2 separate regions of the Gossypium hirsutum genome follow, and region 1 is linked to region 2. The links are chromatin contacts, called in public Hi-C maps. All regions are on one chromosome and are shown on one strand. The core of a region is the stretch at or near the end of the contact, and the rest is flanking DNA. Distances in the headings are between cores, read along the strand shown. Region 1 holds the start of LOC107892089 (protein EXORDIUM-like 3). Region 2 holds the start of LOC107892040 (hypersensitive-induced response protein 4).

Region 1 (5,809 bases), core at 1,082-3,581, 260 kb before region 2:
TATTTAATTTTATTTATTTATTTATAAATAAATTATTGCAATATATGTAAAAACAATTTAAAATATAAAAATTTATTAATATATATTAATATATGTAAAAACAACTTTTCCGGAAAATATTTTCAGGAAATTTGTCAAACAGTAGAAAACATTTTACACAGATTCAATCAAATACCAGAAAATATTTTCCAATAAATCATTTTATAGAAAAGTAAAACATTTTCCAGAAATTATTTTCCGGAAAACATTTTACTGTCAATCAAACAGACCCTGAATGAGACTCGAAATAAATTAAAATTTAAGTCAAACTTACACTAAAATTAAGTCAAACTTATTATAGTTTTAAGTTCAAGAAAGCTCTGTCATACCTACTAAGGGTGAATTTAGATGGGCGGTGCTGCGGTTAGTGTAAAAACAGCAGTGGCGGTGAGATTAGATACTGTAGCGATACTGTAGCATGAGACAAAAAAAAAAAACTAAACGCATCCCACTCAATTGCCTATCCAAACCCATCATCAATTGGATTCATACCCACTCAATTGGATTCCAATTAAAATTGAATTAATTGATCCAATCAATTTAATTCAATTAATTGATCGAATTATCTAATTGGAATAAGAAGTTGGTTAATAACTTTGTGAAAGTTTAATTATCGATTAATTTAATTTGAGATCAAGTAATTAACCAAATCAATCGAACTTAATAATTAATAATATAAATTACAAGATTTTAATTTAAATAATTTGATCAAATGAACATTATCAATTTTTTTATATGTTTTATACTTACTATAACAAAAACAAAAACAAAAACAAAAATTTTAAACTGAATTAACTGAAACATTTTATTTCAATTATTTTTTTAAAAAAATTCAATTCAATTAAGATTAAAAATTCGTTTAATTCGATTTTAACCCCTATTATCACCACCATCCAAATCTTTCAAATCTTCATATAAGGAATAATATATAAATTATAAATATTACAAAGTCCATATTTAATAAACCTCAAAATGCCAAAATAAAGAAACCCTAAAATATTTTAATTTCAAAATAAAAATTACTGATCAAGTGCATTAGGCCCAGAACAGTAATTAAGGATATGATTCCAAACCCACTGAACCAAGTACCTCCGTCTGATCCCGTTCATGTTAAACGTGGCACCATCTTTATCGTTCAATAGCTGTCCCGTGTAAGATCCACCACCTCCAGTTCCATAAATACCCTCACATAAATCCGCTATTTCCACCGGTGCCACTGGGTCTTGGCCGGCATACCAAGCATTCACCAACGGGTTGGTTGCTAGTTCAGCAATTTCGTGTCCGATCACGCTTATCATCCCGTCCACTCCAACGTCACCGTTGGGTGACTTTAACGGCTTGAACCCCGTCATGTATTTCGGCACGGCGAAGGGATAAGCGCATACCCCCAGGCAAAGCTTTGCCGAGTTCCCCACCCATGCGTATGGGAGCGTGTAACCCACGATGGATGGGAATGTGAAATAATGGAACCCACATACTTGGCCGCAAAAATCCTGGACGTACACGTCATCGGATGTGAGCAAGAGGAAGAGCCCGCTCCTGGGGTTTATCGGCAACGGCTTTGTACTCGCTGTCACCGCGCTTTTTATCACCGACTGTATCGACAAGCGCGTCAGTTTTTTCCCGTGCGAGTAAAATCGGTCGTTCTTCTCTTCCCCTAAATGCACAGTATGGGAAATGTTGGCGCCCGTTTGGTCCGTATAAAGTTGTACGGTCTTCCACCAGCCGGCAACAGAAGGGCGCTTGGCATCAACGGCGGAGATTGAGTTGATGAACTCACGGATGATCTTCTTCTGAGATTTTTGCCATCGGCCGTACCAAACTATGTGTACGGTGATGTTGGCGGTGAGAACTGGTCCCATATGGTATCTCATTTGGACGAACTCTGATGAGCCCTCGAATTTCTTGGAGCTTCCAAACGTTAAATCGGAGCTGTTGGGTTTTAAGTGAGGCCATGGACGGTATCCAATGACTGGAGTTACCATCAGCAGTACAGACACTGCGATGAGGCTGAGAAGCACCGGAAATTGGTGCATTTTAGCAGGTGGAGTTGAAGAGAAGAAAAGGGCAATGGAAGGCTATAGTAGCAAGTGAGGGTGGTGGAAGATTAGGAGTACATATAGAAAGTGAGAAATTTAATTTGAAAACGAAAAAGAAATTAAAAAAAATAAAAGGAGGAAAAGGTGAAAAAAATGGAGAAATTTTACAGGGCATTGATTTGCGGGTAGTGGAGGACAGATAGATTCTTTTAAAGCGAGGATGGAAGAGTAAAGAGGGGAAGAGGAGGTGGGGTTGAGAGTGGGGTCATTATTATGATGGTGATTTCATTTGATCGATCTGATCTGATCTGATAGGGCGGGAAAAATATGGCGGATAAGGAGGATGGTTCAGGGGATTCAGAAAATGTGTTCGAGACAATTTTATTTTGAGTAAATTAGATTAACAGTAATTCAATTTTGATTTCAATGATAAAATATTCATTCGATTTTTTTTAAAAAATAATTCAGTTTTATTAACTATTTTTTATTATAAACTAACTAAAAGTTGATATGTTATCCTTCTGTGTAAACGATCTCATTTTAAAACCCTAGCTAGGTTGGGTAATAAAAGAAGAAGAAGAGAAAAATTCTAGGGTGATTCAGTAGCAACATGAGGTTGTGAATCGCGTTGGGGCAAGCTTCACAAAGAACAGTTCCACAACGACAACGGTCGAGAGCTTTTATTCGTCATATCCAACCAAATGCACCAACTTAGTGCTAGATGAGGAGAGATTAGAAGGTAGAGAATGAGACAAAAGTTCAATTTGGGTTTTGGCAATCGCTGATCCACAACTAAATGTTTTAAAGCAAGCATCAACGATCTTTCTAGATTCCTTGTCGATTTTGATTTGAAGCTTCATAACATCACATCAAGCAGGACCTCTGACTAAACCGGTGCCGATGTTCAGATCATTCTTATCGAAGGAACCGATATTATAAGGATTGTTGTAGTGGTCGATGACGTTTTTGTGGTAAAGACGTGGAAGAATTTGAACGGGTCGTGATGGGATCTCCCTTTACATTGGCCCAAGCATCCGTTTAGATGCTAACCTCAACATTTTCGCCATCAATTTTCAATTTTCATTGCCAAAGAAAGAGCTTTTCCAAGTTCTGTTAAGGTTTGTGTTTTGTTTGCTTTGTCCACATCAATCTGCCACATCAGCTAATTGGGTTAACTGGGTTTCCACACGTCAGCTAGTTAACGGACCATGTCACCTGTCCCGTTAGGCCTGTAACGGAAAATGTTAGTGGGTGGTTGATTTGTCACTTTTTGATAATGTTAGTGACTAATTTATTATTTTTTTAAAATTAAGTGACTGAATTGAAAGTTGAATGACATTTTGTCATTGAAATCAAAATTAAGTGATTATTGATATAATTTACCCTTTTATTTTATGTTGTGGATATGCTGTTGACCTTGGTATGAATTTTGGACTAGGACCACGCGGGGGGGGGGGGGGGTATGCTCTTGTCTCGCCGCTATGGGGATCAACGCTACGCTGTGTTTTATCGAGCAACCAACCAATCCATAATATGCATTTTTGTCTATGCCTTGTCTTATTGTAGCTTTTAAGAAAATTGGACTGGTACGGCATAGAAAATACACTAGATTATGACTTCATTTATTATTGAAGCGGAAATATGTTTTTCAATCCAAATTTTGAATAATAATAATAATATAGAAATTAAATACTTAAATTAAAAATATTGATACTTAAATTGTTTTTTTGTCTGTATGTAAATTAATTTTTTAAGTTGATATTTTCATTATTTAAAAAAAATTATAACTCATAAATTGACATGTAAACTTGTTATTTTTCTCATTTTGATACCTAACTTTTTTTTTTGTCATAAGTGATAACTAAATTATTTTTTTCCTAGATTGGCACCTCTATCGTTAGTCAAACCGTTAAGTTTATTTTTTTTAAAAAGATAACCAATTAAATCTTGTAGCAAAAAAAGACAAAATTATTATTTTCTTTATATATTTAAAACTTATTAAAAATTCATAAAAATAAAAAATTAAAAATAGTGAGAATCAATTCGACTAGTTCAATCAGTTTTTTTAGCTTGGTTCAACTAATTTGTATTGGTTCGTGAGTCAACCAATTCAACCCCTATCCTTGGACCAATTTTCAATCCAACCTATCGATTCGGTCTGGTTCTAAAACCATTGTTTTTGATTGATGAAAGAACATTTTCGATTCCTTCAAGTCAAATAAGTAGACGTGGCAATTTATGATTGGTTGAATTTTTTTTAATGTATATAACATTTTGATGTAAAATAAGTAACAGAAGAATAATTTATGTACCATTTGCGATAAAAAAAGTTTAGGTACCATCACGGCTTTCTTCCTCGGACGTATAGTCATACGAATCACATGGAGTGCCGGCTAAATATTTGGATGTCCCTACTTGCCGCTCATCTATATCGTCTAACAAAATTATTGTTTCGTTTCTTCGTTGGTAAAGCTCTAGCATAAGCAATATTTGGTTCTCCATTATCTCCTATTGTTCGTATACTCCCTCATCGTACACTTCGTATTCATTCCATAGGTTTGTCAAATCTTCATCCTTCTCAAATGAATACTTGCTCGGCTTAGGCGGGAGTTCGTTCGAACACTTGGGTTGCTTGTCCTTATAATCATAACTCCATTGACTTGTCGAATCTCCGTACAACCAACTCGATTTGGATAGTTCGTACACCGACCTATAAAATTCAATCTTCATGATTAAATCTAATAATCAACAAGGTAAATAAAAATATTTAATTAACTAAAAAAATTCAAAATAAAAATAATCAACAAGGTAAGTAAAAATAATAATTGTAATAATTTTTTTGCACACTAAAATAAAATAAAATAAGTAAAAGTTAGAACACTATCTAGCTCGTTCGTCTTTCAATTAATATTATTTTACAATAATCAATCTAACAAAAATTTCACCGTCGCAACCCTCGGCAACGGTGCCAACAACTTGAACATGTTTTCGTTTATAGTAAAAATAGCACACCAAAAATAGGTATAATTGAATCGGCGGTGTACGCAAGTGTACGGGTCAAATTGTAATATAGTAAAGTTTACAACGAAACACTAGTAAGTATTATGAGGATCGTACCCAAGAGATTGCAAATTTGAGAAACTATTATTAAATTAATTATAGAAAATATTTACTAATCTAATCAAGTCATGAATTAATAGTGTAAATCCAAATTAAAATATTCATTAAACTAATTAAATTAACTAACCTAAATTAACCTAATGGACTTTCCTATTTCTAGTGTCGACAACGCGAGCCTCTAGTCTATAATTGAATAAATCCCTAATTATCTAATTAAATAATTAGTTATCCTAGATTGGGTTACTTATCACCTTAGCTAAGACTATCCTTTCGATTCATCTTCACTAAGGATTACCACCTAAGTCACCCTTCTGGTCTCTTCCTAAGCATAAGGATACTCTTAGGGCTCTCCGGTCGGCACAAGTTAACAAGATAGGATACCCTCCTAGTCTCACCTGCCTTAATATTCTATCAAGGACGTCACTCTCGAATATACTAAGTACTCTTGAATAAACAACCAATTTCAAATAAATAATCACTTAAAAATAAATAAGTTTATTAATTTAATCATGCAAGATATGAAATAAACACAATAATTTATTCAATTATTCATACAAACACTAATCAATTAGAGAAACAAAATATATATAAAAGAATAAGAGATAGGAGAA
Region 2 (5,865 bases), core at 695-3,194:
GGTGAACTGGGTAGCTTGAAGGGTTAGTGGTCTTGTATTTGAATTTTCTCTTCTATTTACCATTGGTTTTTTTTCCAAATCTTGCTGTGTTTGGATTATGAGAAATTTTCCATTTTGGGTCTTTATGTTTTTAAGCAAAAATCACTTAACTGGGTTTTTTTTCCCTTTTCCTTCTTTTGCAAATATACTGTGTAGTGTTGCAGCTCTGTTATAACCAGCTCACAGGAAGCATACCAACACAATTGGGATCTTTAAAGAAGCTTAATGTACTTGCCTTGCAGTCCAATCAACTTACTGGTGCAATCCCTGCAAGTTTAGGGGATTTGGGTACATTAATAAGGCTTGATTTGAGTTTCAATAGTTTCTTTGGTTCAATCCCTTTGAAACTAGCTGATGCTCCTTTGCTTCAAGTTCTAGACATTCGGAACAATTCACTTTCTGGCAATGTCCCTCTTGGTACTCATCTTTTTTATTTATTTATTATATATAACTATATTCTGCTTGGCTTTATGGAAAAATAATAATGAACTTCATTTGATTTTTTTCCCTTCTTGGTTTGATGTAGCTCTTAAGAGACTGAATGATGGATTCTTGTTTCAAAATAATCCGGGTCTATGTGGGTCTGGTTTTGCATCATTGAAAGTTTGTAATGATTCTGATCATATTAATCCAAGCAAACCTGAGGTGTATGGGTCAGGGGCAGCTGGTGTTACTAGAGAAATACCGGAGACGGCAAATCTTCAGTTACCTTGTGAGCAAAAACCCTGCTCGAAGCCATCAAAGTCTCAAAGGGGTCCTATTCTTGTTGCCCTGATTGTTGTCATAGTTGCATTATCAGTTATAGGACTCGTCACATTCATGCAATATCGTCGCCAGAAACAGAAGCTTAGTAGCTTATCTGAAGTTCCTGAAAACCGCCTTAGCACCAATCAAACCAAGGGGTTTAGTAAGAAGAACGGATCTCCACTCATTAGCCTTGAGTATGCTAATGGTTGGGATCCTTTGGCTGATGGCAGGAACTACAATGGCTTTGCCGAGAGCTTTAGGTTCAACTTAGAAGAGGTGGAGACAGCTACTCAGTACTTTTCGGAGTTAAATTTATTGGGGAAGAGTAACTTTTCCGCAACTTATAGAGGGTTTCTAAGGGATGGATCAGCTATTGCGATTAAAAGCATCGGCAAAACTAGTTGCAAATCAGATGACGCTGAGTTCTTGAGGGGACTGATTGTTTTGGCTTCATTGAAGCATGAAAATTTAGTGGGATTGAGAGGGTTCTGTTGTTCAAAGGCCCAGGGAGAGTGCTTTCTCATATATGATTTTGTCCCTAATGGGAATTTACTAAGCTATCTTGATGTCAAGGATGGTAATGGACAGGTCTTGGAATGGTCCACAAGAGTTTCCATTGTTAAAGGCATAGCCAAAGCTATAGCATATTTGCATGGTAACGAAGTAAACAAACCTGCCCTCGTTCACCAAAACATTTCAGCTCAAAAAGTGGTCATCGATGATCAGTTCAATCCTTTGCTCTCGGATTCGGGCTTGCACAACCTCCTTACCAATGATATCGTGTTTGCAACGCTCAAGGGCAGTGCTGCTATGGGTTACTTAGCTCCTGAATACACTAGTACAGGCCGGTTTACCGAGAAGAGTGATGTTTATGCATTTGGGGTCGTGGTTTTTCAAGTCCTTGGTGGGAAACGAAATGTGACTAGGTTGGTACGAGTTGGAGGTGAATGTTGTAGAATCCAAGATTTTATAGACTCAAACCTCCATGGTAGGTACTTGGAATATGAAGCAGCTAAACTTGCAAGAATTGCTTGGCATTGCACTCACGAGTGTCCTGTAGAAAGACCATCCATGGAAGCAGTGGTTCAAGATCTGGGCGTGTAGACTCGGTTTCAACTGGATTTTCATGTCAAGCTTTTTAAGTTTTTGGATATTTTGTGCTTTCATTGTCATGAGTGTTGTAACTTTGTAAACCCTTAATTTTATATTCATCTCCCTAGCTTTATGATGGCTCTTTGTGTTTGCTGGGATACTTTGGGTAAAGTCATGTGAAATTTACTTGTTTGATCAGAGTCTGGTGAGATATTCTGGTATGATATCTTCAGAGTACGAAAACAGAAGATAATAACCATTCCATATTATGGAGCGTTTTAGTAAATATACTTTATTTCTATTTTGTCTTTTCTGTACTTCAAAAATGCAATGGGTCAAGCAAAAGGTGATAATCGCCTACGTCAAGAAGCAACCCTGGCTGCTATCCAAATCCAATTAAAACCAACTTTTTTTCTCAAAATAAAAAAAATCACCACCAAGGAGGCGACACGAGAAGTCGAGAATCCAAATCCTTATCGTCGTCCGTCCACACCGAATCTCCTACTTTTCACCGTCTTAACTCGTAATCAAGAACCAAAGAATTCCGCCTTCTTTCATTTGATTTTAATTCTTTCTTTTTTGTTTCATCCGTTTTGTTTATTATCGATCGAGAAAAAAATGGGGAATACGTCTTGCATATTCTTTGCGTGCGTCGATCAGGCCAGTATCGGCGTGGTGGAGAGGTGGGGTCGTTTCGAGAAGTTGGCGGAGCCTGGCCTTCACTTATTTAACCCCTGCGCCGGTCAATGGCTCGCCGGCGTCCTTTCTACCCGAATCTCTTCTCTCGATGTCCGCATCGAGACCAAAACCAAGGTCAATTCCCTTATTAACCCCTTCCATCAATATGCCTAGCTACTCTATTTCTAATCAATTCATCATATGAATTTTATCAGTTCTTTTTTTTTTGTGTGTGTGTGTGTGTGTGCTTGTTTTGCGGGGAAATCGCCCAATTTTGAACAATATTTACATTGATATTGTTGCTCTACTAGCTGAAGATCAATGAGTATGAATATGAGAATGTTACATTTTGTAGGACAATGTTTTTGTTCAATTGGTTTGCTCCATTCAATACCGAGTGATGAAACGACATGCTGATGATGCATTCTATGAGCTGCAAAATCCCAAAGAACAGATCCAGGCTTTTGTGTTTGATGGTCATTTTCTTTGGCTTTCTTTATGCGTATCAGCCTATAATATTATGCTCCTTTTTTGGTAAACTAAAACCATTTATGCATCCCATTTCGTCTCACTTTTTTTCCCTTGTTGGTGGTAGTGGTTCGAGCTCTAGTTCCAAGGATGGATTTGGATGAACTCTTTGAACAAAAGGGTGAGGTTGCTAAAGCTGTGCTTGAGGAAATTGAGAAGGTAGTATAGTTCATTCATTTGCTATACCATTTATCCTTATGCACCAAATTACTCAAGAGTGCTTAAATTAAGTGCATAAGGCATACATGTATATATACATTCACATACATATATATTTGGTTGTAAAAACTGTTTAACGGGTAGACCGAAGAAGACCAATGATTATATAAGCATGTATATGTATAAAAGAGATAAATTTTGGTTGTAGAAACTGATGAGCTGGTAAATCAAAGAAGACTTTGATATGTCAGTCTTGAAAAAAGTACGATAGATGTCCTTGTACTAAGAGTCATGCATTTTGAGCAAATTAGTCCACATATATTGGATAAAAAAGCAAACTGATCTTTCTGTAAAAAATTTCATCCAGTTCTACAGTTAAAAAATGGTCCTTGTACATCAGTATCAGATACACATGACACGTCATGTGTTACTTTTTGGTTATTCCGTCAGCTATGCCAGTTTTTATCAGTACAAATGAATGAAATTTTCAACTGAAAGGAACAATTTGCCCTTTTGATTTAACGTATAGAGACTAATTTGTCCAATTCTTTTAGTTGAGGGGGCAAAATGCAATCTGACCCCTAGTATAGGGGCCTCCATGTTACTTTTACCGTCAGTCGTGTACTTGTTGCTTTCAGTTTGATGTGCCCAATAGTAGATGGTAAGTGAAGCAATGGACTTGCTCTCCTTTGCAATAAAGGAGAGATTAGGACTATTTTGTGGTCTTGTTGTTTGGCCTGCATTTTACCAGAACATGAATGCATGAGGAACAGCCATTTTCATTTTCTTGTAAAGTAGCAATTCTTTTTTTATGATACATGATAAATTATGACCATTTTCTATCTAATTGCGCTAGAGTGGTTATGCATGCATCTAAATTTGGGTTTCCTTTTCTCAATCTATGTGCTTCTTCTCTACCTTTTATGAGGCTATTCATATCATATATTATATAGAATCTGAAATTATGTATCAGGTTATGGGAGAATATGGATATAGCATTGAGCATATTCTGATGGTTGACATCATTCCTGATTCTTCTGTACGCAAAGCAATGAATGAGATAAATGCAGGTAATGACATGTACCAATTAAAGATGTTCCCACTTTTATTGAGCTATCTGTTTTAGTTCTCTCTCTTTCTGATACAAGCATATAAAATTTTGTTAAAGTTGTGAAATTACTACCTAAACTCCAGCTTCTGTAAGAATCATGTCTGTCTTCTTGGCACTAATTAAGCTATTAAACGACGCAAAGAAATTCAGTGACCATGCAATCTTGAGTCTAATACTCTTGGACTCTTTAGATCCATTTATCTGAAATTTGAAGAAACGCATAACTTGGCTATGATTTTGTTTTACAGCTCAAAGACCATGCCAACTCGAGTCTAATACTCTTGGACTCTTGAGATCCATTTGTCTGAAATTTGAAGAAATGCATAACTTGGCTATGATTTTGTTTTACAGCTCAAAGACTTCAGCTTGCCAGTGTGTACAAAGGGGAAGCTGAGAAGATTCTCCAAGTTAAAAGAGCAGAAGCGGAAGCGGAAGCCAAGTACTTGGGCGGGGTGGGTGTAGCCAGGCAGCGGCAGGCAATCACGGATGGGTTGAGGGAGAACATTTTGAATTTCTCTCACAAGGTGGAAGGCACCTCAGCCAAGGAAGTGATGGATCTTATCATGATCACACAGTACTTTGATACAATCAAAGACCTCGGAAACTCCTCAAAGAACACTACTGTTTTTATACCCCATGGACCCGGTCATGTTAGGGATATCGGTGAGCAGATACGGAATGGGCTGATGGAGGCAGCTAGTGCTAAAGTAAATGTTGAATAAGCAAGAGTTGTTTTTAATTGAAAGAGAAGACAATCAAATAGGTAGGTCTTTGAGTAGTAAATACTGTTGTGATACTTGTGAGTGGTGAGACTGTAAGATTGGTTGATATATAGGGCTGTAAAAAAGATTTAACAATTTGAGGAGATGAGATTGCTCTATTTTTACATTTACCTTTATTTATTTTGACCTCTCTCTCTCTGTCTCTATATATATTATAAAACCAAAAGCACCTACATCCTTGAGAATCTTTTGAATGGCTGATGACTGACTCACTGATATTTAGTAGACAGGCCAGGAAATACCAAAGGGAAACCTTTAAAATGCTCAAATTATGAGCATGTCAATATTTTGAAGGTAATCAGAAGTTATTTCTCGTAGTTGTCACTTACATTGCACTATTCTTTAGATGGGTGTGTAGGGTCAAGCAAGTAAAGCTTGAAAAGATTTCGATGGAGGTAATAAAGAGAGTATGATAAAATTAAAATGGATAAAAAATTAAAATAGAGTTTTGGTTGGGTGATAAATTAAAGGTTTTAATTATGTAATTGGTTTAGGTTTAAATCTCAAAATATGCTTATTTTGATTGCCTTTTTCAAGTAAAAGACTAAAGTACCCATATAAATTATTTTAAGTACGAAAATATATATTTTTTCATTTTCCTAACCGAGTTGGGGTTCGATTAACTCGTGACACAAACTCAATCACAGGCTTAACCAATAATATAAATATTTTTAAAATACACATATGGCTGGTTTTCTATACTCATATATTTTATAAAATTGTTACAAT

Evidence for each region. A called contact is a pair of places that touch in the nucleus more often than the background predicts.
Region 1: a Hi-C map of leaf shows a contact between it and region 2, with 2.1 times the contacts expected there. The contact joins the promoter of LOC107892089 here to the promoter of LOC107892040 in region 2. A contact is called at or near these places in 10 of 34 Hi-C or Micro-C datasets (callus, hypocotyl, leaf and 1 more).

The regions. Positions count from the first base shown.
Region 1 is chrD09:23,475,453-23,481,261 of Gossypium_hirsutum_v2.1, reverse strand. It overlaps LOC107892089 (protein EXORDIUM-like 3), which reads right to left and starts at 2,331. Exons shown (of 1, transcript XM_016817070.2): 1 at 949-2,331. The coding sequence starts at 2,075. The coding sequence ends at 1,059.
Region 2 is chrD09:23,214,656-23,220,520 of Gossypium_hirsutum_v2.1, reverse strand. LOC107892040 (hypersensitive-induced response protein 4) reads left to right here and starts at 1,944. Exons shown (of 5, transcript XM_041101710.1): 1 at 1,944-2,691; 2 at 2,912-3,032; 3 at 3,152-3,243; 4 at 4,217-4,313; 5 at 4,706-5,256. The coding sequence starts at 2,209. The coding sequence ends at 5,076. LOC107892039 (somatic embryogenesis receptor kinase 1) reads left to right here. Exons shown (of 3, transcript XM_016817006.2): 1 at 1-22; 2 at 196-456; 3 at 566-2,016. The coding sequence ends at 1,890.